2 separate regions of the Mus musculus genome follow, and region 2 is linked to region 1. A link is a contact called in public promoter capture Hi-C data. All regions are on one chromosome and are shown on one strand. Each heading gives the region's core, a stretch centred on a gene start, on an enhancer-like site or on the middle of the called end of the contact. The rest is flanking DNA. Distances are from core to core; before and after follow the strand shown. Region 1 holds the start of Sar1a (secretion associated Ras related GTPase 1A). Region 2 holds the start of Sowahc (sosondowah ankyrin repeat domain family member C).

Region 1 (7,756 bases), core at 3,208-5,707:
TCTTATAGAGGACCCAACTTTGATTCTCAGCACGCACATGATAGTTCACAACTATCTGTTAACTCTAGTTCCAAGGGAATCCAATGCTCTCTTCTAGCCTCTGTGTTAAACATACATGCACGCAAGCAAAACACTCACACACAAAATAAAAATCAATGTTGCAAAGACTAACTAATCTCCTTAGTTTTTGAGACAAGGATTTTGTAGTCTGAAGGGAAGACTCTAGGACTCTCACATCTGCAAATTCAGATAACCAAAGAACTAGGCATTTCAGACACACCATCCCCCTTTACTGGGAGATGTACTCCTCCAGGAAGCTACCCATTCACTGCTGCCTACTAGTTGGCAACATCCCTAGCAATGCAGTATCTTTAATGATCAGAATCAAGCTGGGTGGGGGTGGTACATGCCTTTAATCCCAGCACTTGGGAGACAGAATCTCTTCGTTTGAGACCAGCCTGATCTACAGAAGAGTGTTCCAGGACAGCCAGGGCTACATAGAGAACATCTGTCTTGAAAAAGTAAAAAGCTGAATCAAGAAGCCAAACATGCACCTGGTATGAACCATGATGGGAGCTGTGTGTGGTGACATGTCCACGAAATCCCAGAACTTGGGAGACAGAGACAGGAAAATCTGTGCCCAGCCTTGGTCCACACAATGAGTCCTAGGCCACTGGGATTCTTAGAACAAAAGAATCAAAACAAAGCTATGAATGAAGAGTTCATTGACCTGAATAAGAAGTTATTAAGCTGTTCTATACAGCTCCAAAAAGGACACAGCAAATCTATCAACTGGCCCAGTTTGGTTGACTCCACTTACCAATATCCTTAACCATTTACAGATGTTTCAACTTGTGAAAGGATATCCTGTTTTACAGAAACATACAGGAATAAAAACTTCTATAATATAATCTAGTGTTACATATTACGAATTCTTAATTTCTTAAGTATACTAATTCATAATATAGTAAGAGGTTCTAAAGCAAGCAAACATCTTATTTGTTTCTTTTGAGACAGGGTCTCAACCATGAAGCACCAAGGACTGCTGCCAGTCTGTCTTAACTAGCACAGACACCAAAACCACTTTTCCTAGTGCCTATAGGCTTTAAGGGGAAAATGTATGAGTAAAGCCACTGAGAGCTCTAAGCACAGTTAAGAAGGAAGGATCTAGAAATACCGAGGAATGGTAAGATTCACAGAGACCCATTTCCTGGTCACACTGAATTTCTGTATCAGCAGCTCCGTTTATCGCAGAAAAGAAAAACCACTACTTTCTCAACAAGACAAAACTTGACAGAAAATGCAGTAACTGCAATTACACAAAACTTCCATGAACAATAACTGGAGGAAATTACCTATGTATGCACATTCATACATATGTGTGTATTTTTATCTTTTAAGAGACAGGATCCTGCTGTGTTGCCTAGACTGGCTTCAAACTCCAGGGCTTTAAGCTATCCTTATGCTTCAGCATCCTGAATGCTACTACGCAGTCTCACCTGAATTCTTCAAAGATGCTAGATGAAAGCAAACTATCAAATTACTGTGGTTTTATCAAGCCTATGGCCTGACCTGTAAACCTTAGAAACTACCTCATGCTTGCTCCACTCAGCTTTTATGAAAGAGCAACATTTGGGTGAAGGTACAGACAGAAACTGTGGCACACAGAACACATTTTGCATGTTAAGTAATAGCCAGGAGGGGAAGTACACACTTGCAATCTTACCATTCAAGAGGCTCAAGAAGAAAGATCACAAGTTCAAAGGCCAGCCTGGGCTACATAGGGAATTGAAGGCCAGCTTAAGCTACACATCAAAACCCCTGTCTCAAAAACAAACAAACAAACAAACAAACAAAAAACCCAAAACAAAAATGCTGGTGTCTCACCCATACAATGAATTGAAGCCAGCCTGAATCATGAGGTCCCATCACCAAGAAAAAAATAAAAAAAAAAACGTATGGAGGGGAGGCTGGGAGCATAGCTCAGTGCAAGCAAGGGATTCTTAGCTAAAATGCATGGCCCTGGGTTCGATTCTTGGCACTGACAAACCTGCACAACTTAGCACTTTAAGAAGCCAGTAACAAATACATGTTTAAATTCAAGTTTATTGAGTAAATAAAACAATACATCTTTCTTCTACAGTCCCCCTAGCCAGACATCCTCCCTTATCTCTCACTTTATTCCAGGAGAGACCCAGTTCATCTTTAACAGGCTGTGGCCTACTGTGGCCTCTTACACCCAACAAGTCTAATTCATGTGCACTGGTTTGCTGCCAATAGTCCAGCACTTTGTTTTTAGCCACATCTCTTTAGAAGAATTCCCAAGATGGACATGGGTGTGAAAGCTTTGACCACAGCACCTGAGAGGCTGAGGCAGGAAGAGGAGCTTTAGTGTGTTGCAGCTTCACCAAGCCAAAGTAGGCTACATAGTGACACTCTGTTTCAAAGGAAAACAAAACAAAACAAACAAACAAACAAAAAACAAAAACAAAAACAAAAACAAAGAAAAGGAAAGCAAATATTCTCAGCCTGGTTAATTCTACAAATGTGATACTTTAGAGGATTTTTTTAAGTGGTAACGTAACTGACTTACTTTCATTTTCCAATTTATTTTCCTTCCCAGTTCTTGTTTTAAAAGCCTTCCTACCAAAATGATAAGGAAAAGTATTAGAATGAATTCTTCAGTGATGTTAAAAAGTAGTACTGGGACTGGAGAGATGGCTCAGTGGGTAAGAGCACTGACTGCTCTTCCAGAGTTCAATTCCCAGCAACCACATGATGGCTCACAACCATCTGTAATGGGATCCGATGCCCTCTCCTGGTGTGTCTAACAGTTACAGTGTACTCATATACATAAAATAAATACATAAATCTTAAAAAAAAAAAAAAGTAGTACTCCTCTCAGAGCCCAGAGTTGGGCTGTACTGCTGCCCAAAGCTGAAGAAATGGCCTTGCTGACACTGTCCTTGAGATCTCGGGATCTGAACCAATTCATCCACCAGCAACCTTAGAATTTATACAGCACCAGCACAAATACCTTCATCTCATCCTCCCACCAACTCTAGCAAGCCAAGATGAAGACGAGGACACTCTTTAGGCTCCCTGTCCTGTTCAAGACTGTGCGGTCAAAAGCATCAGTTCCAAAAGCCAGGAGAGACGGATCAGAGGTTCAGAGTACCAACTGCTCTCCCAGAGGCCCTGGGTTCAAGCCCCAGCACCCACATGCGGCTCAGAACTGTAACTTCATCTCTAGGGGATCTCACACAGGCACACATGGAGGTAAAACAACAATTCACATCAAATAAAAATAAGGTATTTAAGAAGAAAAGCCTCTCACCTAAAACCAAAGCCCTTTTCCTGCTAATATTAAATTCCAATCATAAGACTTCCAAAAGGGTAAAAGGTAACTTTCTTCCTTAACCTACCACCTACACAGACGATAATCTTAAGAACACACTATTTTCTATTCTTCGTCTACTCTATCATCTATGGAATGTTAAGAATATTAAAACCAACAACACAATTCATGAACCTTAAGTAAAAACCGTGCAAATATCAAGATGGGAACAAACAAGTGCCAGAAAGACCATCAAGCAATAAAAAACGTACTCTCAAACATATTCACTCCGGGTGAATCTGGGATAGAAGGCAGCTGGCTATTAACTAAGAAAGTCTACGTAGCTGCAAGGTGAATGTCAAAGATCAGCTTCCTGACAATTCCCCCCTAACCCTCCCTTCTCAACCTGAGCGGACAGTGCCCAGGTACTGAAGAAACACCCAGTGAGGGAGGATACTGAGAAAGGGTACGACTACCAATGGTACCATTGGTCGGTACCATTCTCACCTGGGTAAAAATGACGAAGAAAACATTCATCTACGATAATCGCCCAAGAGGGAATTTTTCCATGCACAGGAAAAATAAAAAGGGTGGATGGGAGTGGGGTGTTGGTGGAGGGAGAGACCATGGGTTCCAGACAGGGCATCGGATACCCAGAGGCTGAACGTGGGGCTCGAGCGCCCACTCGCTACTCGAGGGCCACGATCTGCAGAACGCAAGGATGAGTGCCAGGGCTCCAGCTATCCTCACCGAGGAACCAGACTCCTCCGCTATGGAGGCCACGAAGCCGTCTCCTCCCCCAAAAAAAACCCCGACCGCCGCCACGCCACCCCGCAGCCCGTCCCCGCCCAGAGCCGGCCCGCGGAACCGCCTGCGTGTCACTGCACCCCCACCCAGCCCCTCCGCGGCGGCCCCGCGCCCCGGCCTTCGCTGTGGCCCGTCCCGGGCCCGCTGCCCCACCGCCACCTCCTCCGCTGGGGCCCCGACTCACGGCCCGAGGGGCTCCTCCGGCGGTGGCTGGCGGCGCGACCCTCCCTCAGAGCACACAGACCAGCAGTCCCCGGGTCCGCCAGCTACGCGCCGGATGTACGTCACGCCCCTCCCTGAGACTTCCGGGCACGCACGTGCCCCGCCCCCTCGACGCGTCACGCCGTCCGGGCTGTGGGTACCGCCCTAACAGCCACTCTGGCCGCGGAGAGGCGGGCCTAAGGAGTGACGTACGCTCGGGGTGAGGCTCCGCCCGCTCTGTGGAGGCTCTCAAGCGGGGTAAGACGTGGCAGCGTCTGTCAGGCGGCCTGGGCTTCTGTCCCCAACTTAAGCAGCTACTTAAGCAGCCTGGGGCTTCCGATCCCAGTATGTTTTCAGACGCGCGCCGGACATCAGAAGCGGAGGCTGCCAGATATCAGTAGAGTCTAGGACAGTAGAATTGACTTTGGAGACCTCAACCTAGGTGGATGTCACCTAGTCATCGTTTTAAGTTGTTTTCCCCGCCTTGGGATAGCGTTTCTATTTTTCAGCTTTCTAAATAAAAGCAACAAGAGTTTAATGAGCAGTTTTGGGCAGTACCCTGACTGCTTGGGATCCTTCATCTGGTTTAACCCTCAGTACGTATTAATAGCTCCACTGAACAAATCAGTTAACTGGGGCTTGCAAAATAGCTCATCCATCAGGTCAAGGTAGGTTTGCCTACTGTTTTAGCCAGGGCTCTCAGAGGAACCACAACTGGCCCCGCATTGTGATGCACGCCTTTAATGCCAGCCCTTGGGAAGCTAATGTCTATGGATCTCTGAGTTCCAGGCCAGCCAGAGTTACACGGCGATACCCTGTCTTAAACAAACGAATAAATAAGGAACAGAGATAGAATAATTATACATGTGCAACTTAAAAAATATTTACAAGTGTTTTGTTTGCATGAATGTCTGTACTATGTACATGTTTGTTGCCTGCAGAGACCAAAAGGGTGTCAGATCTCCTGGAACGGGAGTTATAGACCATGGTGAGATTCTAGTGAGCATATCTCTGCTGGGAATTGAACCCAAGTCCTCTGGAAGACCATCCAGTGCTCTTCACTGCTCAGCCATCTCTCTAACCCCAATATATCGTTAAGAGGATTTATTAGAGTGGCTTACAGGCTGTGGTCTGAGTAGTCCAACAATTGGTTGTTTCCCAATGGGAAGGCCAAGAGTTGGGTAATGGTTCAGACCATACCAGACTGATAGGCTCAGCAGTCCCAATCTGATGCTGAGAATCTAGGGAACTACTACATAGCCAGTAGTCTTCAGTCGAAGTTGGAATCCCAAAGAAGTAGGTCCTAATATCAATGGAGGGATGCCTCAACAACAGAACAGATGAACTTGCCAGGGAGAGTGAGGGCAAGCAGGCAAAAAAGCAAACGCCTCCTCCTTCCATGTCCTTTTATGTGGGCTGCCACTCGAGAGTGTGGCCCAGATTTAGGGTGGGTCTTCCCACTTCATATGATCCGATCAAGAAAAATCCCTCACAGGTGTGACCAGCTGCTTTCATCTTAGTTAATTCCAGATGTGATCAACTTGACAACCAAGATTAGCAGTCACACTGCTCAAAGATCAAGACTGACAACCTGAGTTCAAGTTCCAGAACCACAGAAAGTGGGGTGGGGAGGGCAGTCTCTGCAAATGCCAGGGCTGGCAAAGGAATGGTTCCTGTGAACTAAGAAGGAAAGCAAGTGAGTGCGACTTAGTTAGCCAGTGTTGGTTCCAACTTCCAGAGTTTGATACCAGGCATTTCATAAAAATGGGTCTAAAGCTACAGGAGGGTCTGGTGAGGTCTCAGTCATGAGGTCACCAAGCTAAAAAGTACATGTGACATCTCCCCTAAGAATGAGTTCAATCCCAGCACCCACATGGCTGCTCACAAGCATCTGTAACTCCAGTCCCACGGGATCCAGCACCCTTTTCTGACCTTCAAGGCTTCTTAGAACACACAACACACATATATGTAAGTAAAATGTTCATAGACACAAACTGACTAAGGTCATTTTAAAAATCAAAAAAACAATGCAGCAAGGTGTATCAGAATACAGCTACATTCCAGCCCTCGGGGGGCAGAGGCAGGAGAACCTCTGAACTCTGAGGGCAGCTTGGCTTGTGAGTGCCAAGAAGAGATGCAGTCCAGCCCTGCACGAGCAGCCCAAGGGGCTCCTTTCCCCATCCCATTCAAGTAAAGACAGGCATTTGCCTGCAGCTCAGAAGAATCAGAGTGACGTGAAGTTAGCCAGTTTATTAAACAGACCTAAGAAGAGGTACAAGCTTCCGAAAGGTTCTCAACCGGCCTAAGGCTTCGACTCTTTAATACAGTTCCTCAGGCTGTGGCAACCTGGGACTCCCCCTCAACCATAAAATTATTTTCAGTTTTGTTTTTGTTTTGTTTTTGTTTTTTGAGACAGAGTTTCTCTGTGTAGCCCTGGCTGTCCTGGAACTCACTCTGTAGCCCAGGCTGGCCTCGAACTCAGAAATCTGCCTGCCTCTGCCTCCCAAGTGCTGGGATTAAAGGCATGTGCCACTACTGCCCGGCATACAATTATTTTCATTGCCAATTCCTAGCTGTAATTTCACTGTTCCGGGTAATGTAAATATCTGATATTCTGATGATCTTAGGTGGTCCCTGTGAAAGGGTTGTTTGGCTCCCAGAGGGGTCCTGACCACAGGTTTGAGAAACACTGCTTTAGACTTAGGTTTGGGAAGATAGGTAGTGGGGATTTGTTACTTTTTGGAAAAGGAGAGTACAGAGTCTAGCACATGAGTATGGGCTTCTCAAGAGGGAGGGTGGTATTCAGGTATCACGAGTGTGGGTGAGTGTGTGATTTTTGTGGTTTTTAAAGTTACATTGTTCAAAGCCCCTGGCTTAAAGATTAAGCACAGCAGGGGCTGGAGCAATGCCTAATGGTTAAGATTGTATAACAGAAGACCTAAGATCCATCCCAAGCATCGGGTACATCATCCTATCACTCCAACCCCAGGACTGTATTCATGTCACATAGCCACACTCCGATACACGCAATTAAAGCTTTTATTGGGGCTGGAGAGATGGTCTTGTACTTTTAGAAGATCCCACTCCGGTTCCCTGTTGGGTGGTTCACAACTGCCCCAGGAGATCCAAGGCCCTCTCCTGGCCTCTCTACCTGCACCTGTACTCAAGTGCACACACCCACACACATATACAAATACACATAGTTAAAAATCAATTTCTGGAGCTGTGCAGTGGTGGTGCCTGGTCTACAGAGTGAGTTCCAGGACAGCTAAGGCTACACAGAGAAAACCCTGTCTCAAAAATCAAACAAACAAATCAATCTTTGGGAGCTTGAGAGATGGCTCAGTAGTTTTGAGTGCTGCTACTCTTTCAAGAGGTTCAATTCCCAGTACCCATAAGGCAGCTCACAAC
Region 2 (7,756 bases), core at 3,827-6,326, 2.5 Mb after region 1:
TGCTTTTCTGAGTCTAGCTTATTTAGCTTAACATGAGCAACAGTTTCATATATCTTCCTGCAATTGGCTTAATTTAAAAGAATGCTGGTTTTCAGCGAATTCCCAGAGGATTTAACTTAACCTCTGTGATAGCTAAGACTAATTAACTTGATAGGATCTAGGCTCACCTAGGAACCAAGCAGTTGGGCATGCCTGGGAGGGGTTACCTTGGTTAGGTTAGCCTCTGTCCATGCCTGTGAGCATTTTACGTACTGACTAAACCACTTCCCAACCTTCTCGTTTTTCATCTTAAAAGGTCCTGATGTTTGTTAAAGAGACTCCTCCATTATTGCTGCTAAACTGAAGCAGTTTTCCCAAAAATCTGACAACTTAATGTTCAGGAAAGACAAAAACTGCACAAAGGAAGACTCTCTAGGCCATGGACCTTCATTTCCTACCTATAAATTAGGGATTCTGTAGCTGTATCCTTAGAAGGTGGGAGAAGAACCAAATAAAATGGAAACTTCGAGAAGCATTTTGTGAGCCATATGTAAAGTAGCTAAGGAACCACAGACACTCAGCACTTTGATCTCTACGATGGACATTTTATTTCCACAAACTTCACAGATTCTTAAACTCACAAACTTTCACTTACTTAAAAAAAAAACAACCAAAAAACAAAAGACAAACATCACATTCCAATATTTCAGGTGTGAATAAACTAGTACCCCGTTAGCTGCACTTTACATACCATAAAAGCAAACTGACATTCATAGTTTCAAGCGTACCTGGAGGACACATAAACTTGTTTTGAAACTACACAGTCTCTTGTCAACAGATGCCTGTATTTATCTATTGCCATTATTGAGAGATACAACTTCATATTTATTAAATTATACGAATCATTTTTTTCTACTCTTGATTTGGACATTGAAAAAAAAAGAGGAATGGTGTTAAGTAGCTTAAAATGTCATATTTACTGAATAAGCTACATTATGACAAGGAATGCCCGGAGTTCCTTTCGGGGCTTTTGAAATTTAAACTAATTAGCTTTGTGTGTTTGTATGAGTACAGGTGTGCAGACACCATGGTGCACATGGGGAAGCTGGAGGACAATTTTTAAGAGTTAAGTTTTCTCCATCCACTGTGGGTTCTAGGGCCAAACTCAGGTCTTTAAGCTTGTAAGATAACCACTTTCATCTGCTGAGCTGTTTGGCCTGCCCAGGAATGACTCCAGAAAAAATTTAATGTTTTATCATAGTTTTAAACATTTAGTTTGAAAAGCAAGTTAATGATAGTTGCCTTATCTTAGCATGGAATTTAAAAGTCCTAGATGAGAACTGTAAGCTTATTTGGCACTAGATATAGCTAACACGTCTAAGACATGGAACACATGATTGCTTTTTACATTGGCTTTTCACTTAAGTGTACAGAAAAAGTGCTTATCAATGTACCCGATCTACTTAAATCCTAAAACAAAGATAAAGGCACATAAGTGGGTAGCAACTTATGTGTGTATGTGTGTTTGTGTGTAGTGTAGGCATGAGAATGTTTGGGAGCCCCACGTGTGCTTATTCTGAAGATAGAAGTAGAATGTCAGGTGACTTCCTTGATGCCTTTCTTACTGCCTTGAGATAGCCTCCCCGATCCAGAAGTCACTACTTTCAGGTAGGCTGGCTGGCCACTGGGCTCTGAGGCTCTGCCTGTCTCAGTTCCTCATGTTAGGTTACTCATACCCTCAGCTATGCATACCCTATTAGATGGATGCTGGGGATTCAGTCACAGATCCTCATGCTTGCAGAACAAGTGCTCTGACCTACTGAGCCACAACTTATATATTTCATGAGCATCTTCAATTCACATTTAAAGAAGTGCTATTTTGAGATGTGACAAATTTGTTAGAAATCTCTATGACTTGGGGAGGCCAGTTAACAACAGAATGCTGTGAGCTCTGTATAACCACGCAGTCCCCTCGACTCTGAGGACTTGGCTGCTTACTCTGCCCTCTATGTTGTAGGCCAGAAAGACTAGAGAGAAGGATTTGGTCAAACCAGTCTCCCACAGAAGTTTCTACTCTTGTTATAAGATTTAATATGTTTGTAAGTTAAATTTTAAAATAATTATAAAGCCATTTACTCTTAGCACAAGTGAATGGAATGTAATTACGGATCACAGTTGTAAAAGTCTTTAATTTTAAGGAATAGTATTTTTCAACTATATATAAGGAAATTCAATAGCTAGCAGCATTGAAATACAGAAATGGCCCCATTTCTCTTCCTTTTTATAAAATATAATAAATTGCCCATTTTTAAATGGGCAGACTATCTAGGCTTTCTGTAACCACACTATAGTTCTTTGAGTACATACAAAGAAACATAAGAAAAGTGAAAGATTTAGTATTTTGCACATTTGTAAAATGTTGCTACAAAGCATAGAGGCTATGAATGTATTAATAAAATTAAAATGTCTCTTACATGAGAAACATATTAAACTGATTTAATAATTACTTCACAGAAGCATATTTTGCTATTTTCTAAACAAGGAATGGTTTAGGTGATAAGTAAATCAGTTTAGGTGATAAGTAAAGTATTGTAAGCTTCATAAACAAACAAACAAACAAAATCCCCAGAATACAAACCTCAGAAAGTTCAGAATTTAAGAGTAGCAAAACTAGTTGGTGATAATCAACAAGACATACACATTTAAAAAAAGTACCATAGGTTGCTATGTGCTCATCTATTTAAATAAATGTCTTCTTCTATTGAACCAAGTTTGTAGTTAATAATGTACCGTATAGTGTTATATAGGCACAAACCAGATTACAGTAACTTGAAAGCAAGTGCTGCTTCCTTCTTCAGTTCAGTGATTAAAAGTAAAACTGCTTTAAAAAAAAAATTGGGAACCGCTACTTACAATACAAGTAAGACGTTATCAGTGGGATTCCCATCTCCGTTCACATAATCCTCCTTTGTAGTTTCACATTTCAACTCTGACCTTGCCCTTCTTTAGCACCTTAAGCAAGTGTGCATAGCAGAAAATCAGGGCAGCCTCTAGTTTCATTCACTTACAAACATTAGCAGGTTCAGTTTGCAATACCATGTGTTTTGCATTTTCTCATGGCCCTTACTTTGCATGGTATCTCGCAATGATTAAAAAGCAAATGGGACTCTTAGTCATCAATAATTCCAGTTCTCACAAGTTCCAGGTTACCTGGGTGGGGTTGGGGAAGAGGCACAAATCAGTGCATTATGAATCACTTCAGAGACATTTTCTTGCCTCAGAATGCTATCCTGAAAGGATTATTACAGATCCACCCCAAGCCCGAAAGTTAAAATGCATAATTTATTTGGTTTTTTCTGCTTCCACTTCTTATCCATACCCAGTATTATTCTACCTTGAAGACAAATAAGCCTTAGCATTTCTAGCGCGAATTATTTTACCCAAATACATTGGACTTCGGTCTCAGTTTAAAGGAAGATGAGTAGCCTCTAAGAGACCTTTCCTCCTCCTCCTCCTCCTCCTCCTCCCCTTCCTCCAGTGTCGGTTTAGCATCCCTGAAGGAGGGAGTGGTGTGAATGATCTGGGTTCGGAATCGGATTTTGTTGAGTCGTGGCTTCATCCGTCCACTTGAGCTGCCCGAGGCTTTGCGACCTGAATCTTTTGCTTTGCTTCCTCCAGTCCATCCCTCGGGGACGTGGTGGTGAAGTTCAGCTCCGTCTTCCACGACCGGGGAGAGTTTGTGAGTGATGTGTGAGGGGAGCACCTTTGAAAGTCTCCAGCGCCCACCCCCGCGGGCGGCAGGGCTGTCTCCATCATCTTCATCCAGGGCTCCCACCAGGTTCTTTATCTCCTCTGCGATGCTCTCGCTCAGATACTGAGAGGCCTTTCTCCCGCTGTAGTCCCTGATGTCTACATCTGCGTCGTAGGCCCCCACTAGTAACTTCACCACCTCTACATGCCCATGCATCGCTGCCAAATGTAGGGCAGTGTAGCCTCCGCTCGACTTGGCATTGATGTTCACTGGCAGCTGGTGTTTGGTGGCAAAGTTGACCAACATGGCCAGGAGCTCTTGCCTGCCGTGCTTGGCGGCCCAGTGGAGACAAGTGAAGCCGGTGATGAAGTCTCGCTTCGAGAGCAGGCCGGGCTCACAAGTGAGCAGCCCTTCTAGGCTGTCCCACTTGCCCTCGGAAGCTGAGAGCATCCAGGCGTGATCCAGGGGATCCAGGGTAACCGAGGCCCCGACGCTGCTCTCCTCTTCTGCGGACGAAGAAGCTAACGATGCGGTATCGGAGTCGCCCCCTCCTCTGCTGCGACCTCCAGCGTTACCGTCCCCAGGACCCACGCTCCTCTTTAGTTGCGGGGAGCTGCCCAACACCAGGTCCCGAAAGTTCTGACGGGCCGACCTGGGTGTGTTTGGCCCACTAGGGGAACTGCCCCCTTCAGCCTCCCCCTGTGGAGGGAGTTTAAGGTTCTCGCTGGACCCGGGACCCGACGCCCAGGACACGGCCTCGACCTCCTGTGGTGGCGAGTCCTTACCTTGGGCCCCACCTTGAGCAGGGGCTGGAGGCTCTTGGTCGCTCACTTCGCCACCCAGTCCGAGAGACAACTGTGGATTTGCCTCCTGGAGCTGGCTGCCCTCGCAAGGCTCCGCTGCAAGGTCCGGGACTTGAGGCTCCTCAGTCACCTCGATACGCGGGGGCTCTCGGGGGAGCTTGGCCTCAAGCGGGGGGGAATCCCCCGTACAGAACCTTTTCTTGAGATGCACATACTTGGTACCATCCGCGGGATCGGTGCGCACGGTGGCCACGGCATTGACCAGTTCCTTGAAGCGCTCGCGGGCGCGGGTGCGCTGTTCGCGCTGGCCACCCAGGACGTCCCTGAAGTGTTGCACCAATTCCGAGTGTCCCGCCCGGCCCCCACGCTCGGCGAGGAAGCGCAGGATCGCCTCCGAGCTCAGCTCCAGTGACCCCTCCATTCACCGCGGCTCAGCTTCTCAGCCCCAGGAGCGCTCAGCCAGACACCATGGCCGGACGCCTGGAGGACCCGGAGAGCGGCTTGGGTCTCAGTGGCTGGCAGCACGCGCGATCCCAGCTTTGAAGAGTCTCGAGTCCCGCGAGCGCTGACACCGCCTCACTGGGGCCGCGTCCCAGTGGACACGCCCCGCCACACCCACTTCCGCTCGGGACTCAATCTCGGCGACAGTCCCCGGCCCGAGGCCCCGCCCACTTCCGGGCTCCGCGCGGGCTCGCAGCCACTGTTTCCGCCAGTGGCGGGAGGCGAGGGACCCAGAGCTTGGCCTCCGAGGCTCACGTTTCCACTCACCCTCCCCACACACTTGGCTTTTCGTCAAAACGCCCGGTGGGGCACACCCGGGAGAAGCTCGCCCCGAGCGCGGGAAACCCTGGTAGTCCCTGGCGCGTTCCCGCAGCCCTCCGCCTCGGCCCCGCCCCAGCCTCTCAGCAGAGGCCGCCCCGCCCATTAACGGCTGCGGGGCGCCGGGCACGCCCCTTGTCCCGCCAGTTACGCCCAGCGGGTCTCTCTCTGAAGCGGCCCGGGACCTGTGTTTGCGTCCAGCCTGAGACCACCGTTTCCCTACGTCCCACCAGGGCTATGGCCTCATGCGACGAGGTACAGCAGCTGGTGAGCCCCGCGCCCTTGGGTTCCCCGAGCCCCCGCCCCGCCCCGCCCGGTCGCCTCTGGGCCAGCGAGATTGTGACCGTGCGGCTCCGGGACTCCGCGTGTCGTGGAGAGGGGGCTCCCTGTTGCCCCAGGGCGAGGGCTGAAGAGCTCTGGCGAGCGACTGCATGTTGGGGAAAAGTTACATTTTCCAGGCTTCCTGGTCCTGGCCAAAGCGGGGTGGTGTAAATGAAATCCAGGATGATGATCGATGCCTATCACTTTGTAACGGTTTTTTTTTTCCTTTTCCCCGACTTAAATCAGGCCTTGGAATCCGCCTGATTTTGTGCAATTGTGTACACGTACATGGCTACTGACCGGAAAGTCGGCTTCCTTAGATTTTCCAAAGCTCGCGGGTTTACTGTAATGCTTGGCGGTTTTGTTTGGCTTTCCCGTCCCCTTGTAATGAAAAAAAAAAAAAACAACAAAAAAAAAACAAACAAACCACTTGACCGATCCAATGTTTTGTGCGGTTCAAATAACTTGAAAAACTTATCTTAGTTGATATAGGATATAAGCCATAGTTATCCGAGAGGTCATACTGTTTTCATAATACCAATCTCTTGTAATCTTGCTTTTGTTCCCATCATTTTAAGATTGTATGTGGAATCTTCCAGTTGTCGCAGGGGGTAGAATAGATTCTATTTCTACTTCCCTAACAGCTGCACGCAGTAAATTATTTTTCTCTACTTTAAGAAACTCTAATATTTCCCTTATCCAATATTAATGAAAGTAATCCTCTTAACTAACTCTATTGAATCCTTTGGCATTGGTAGTATTTTTGTCGGATTCTTAATCTCAAGCAACATTTCCCAAATAACTTTCTACTTACCTGAAACAAGTGACTCTTATTATTATCTTCCTATGTTGCATTTTAGTTGTAGAACTTATTTCAATAGACTAAAATAAAAATAATGAGAAATAGATAAATGCTATAATTTCTGTGTGAAGTTGGTTCGTGATCATTGACATGAAAAAAAAATCATAGTACCTAAGCTATTCGAACCTTAATGGCTGTCCAGTAAACCTATTCTCATAAAAAAGTATTATCATCCATTTAGTGATTTATCAGTACCTTCTAATTCTTTAGCATGATGAAACTTTGATTTCTTGTTAGATATATCCACACTAATACAACTTATAGGTCTCTTCCCCCTGAAATATACATTGGACACAGTAACTGCATTCACATCTGTCACCCATATTTGCCATGATGTCTACCGTGGGTAAATTTTTCGATATTTACATGTGAATGGAGTTTCACCATATTTGGAATCTGTTTATTGCTTCACATAGGAAGAGGTTTATGTTGTGGCTCATATACTTTTATAGAAAGCTGAAAACAATGGAATTTCTATTTGTAGTTACTAGAAATGGCATTTATAGGTGAATTTCTGCCACGAGGGTCCGTGTTCTTCTTAGCAACAGTTATACTTTTATCAGCTATTCTGTGCATCCGAGACATCTCAGTTGACAAAGCTGTGTTACTGTTAAGCTGTTTGTTTCCCCCCATCAGGTAGTCGTTGAGAATTTCTATGTGCCACTATGTCCTTGTTTGCTTCTATTTAAATGCCATTCTACATGTAATTGTATTCGTTACCTTCAAAGATAAGTGAAGGTACAGAGACTGTAACTTCATCTGGAAAAGTCCTAGTCTTAGGTGTTCTGGAATAGTGCCAGTTCTCTTTCTAGGCACCATAATTTTTTAAGATTATATGTTGGGGGTTCTGTTTTGAGAAATGTGGTTACCATATTGTCACAGTAACCATGAATTCACCGTAACTAGGAATTCTAGGATTTCCAGTTTTCCTTACACAGACTCTTAAGACCTTTTAAATTAAGGGATAAAGAAATAATTGGGGTGATGTTTTTGTTTTTGTTTTTTTTTGTTTGTTTGTTTGTTTTTCTGAGACAGGATTTCTCTGTGTAGTCCTGGCTGTCCTGGAACTCACTCTATAGACCAGGGGGAAATGTTTTTAAACATAAAGCAAAGTTGAGATAAAAATGTAACGTGAAGTCAAACAGCATGTTTGACATGTAGCCTTAGAGAGCAGTGATGTGGGGGACAGTGAACTCCAGCTTTGGCACTTCACTGTCACTT

The links. Promoter capture Hi-C pulls out the DNA fragments that hold promoters and counts their contacts.
Region 2: a promoter capture Hi-C map of liver shows a contact between it and region 1, with 2.7 times the contacts expected there. The contact joins the promoter of Sowahc here to the promoter of Sar1a in region 1. A contact is called at or near these places in 2 of 39 promoter capture datasets (liver and pre-B cells) and 1 of 115 datasets of contacts at active chromatin or transcription factors (astrocytes).

What each region holds. Positions count from the first base shown.
Region 1 is chr10:61,676,986-61,684,741 of GRCm38.p6, reverse strand. Sar1a (secretion associated Ras related GTPase 1A) reads right to left here and starts at 4,457. Exons shown (of 7, transcript NM_009120.3): 1 at 4,329-4,457. 1700022H01Rik (RIKEN cDNA 1700022H01 gene) reads left to right here and starts at 4,452. Exons shown (of 2, transcript NR_126477.1): 1 at 4,452-4,603.
Region 2 is chr10:59,219,242-59,226,997 of GRCm38.p6, reverse strand. Sowahc (sosondowah ankyrin repeat domain family member C) reads right to left here and starts at 5,076. Exons shown (of 1, transcript NM_172939.3): 1 at 564-5,076. The coding sequence starts at 4,954. The coding sequence ends at 3,416. Septin10 (septin 10) reads left to right here and starts at 5,498. Exons shown (of 10, transcript NM_001024911.3): 1 at 5,498-5,607. The coding sequence starts at 5,590.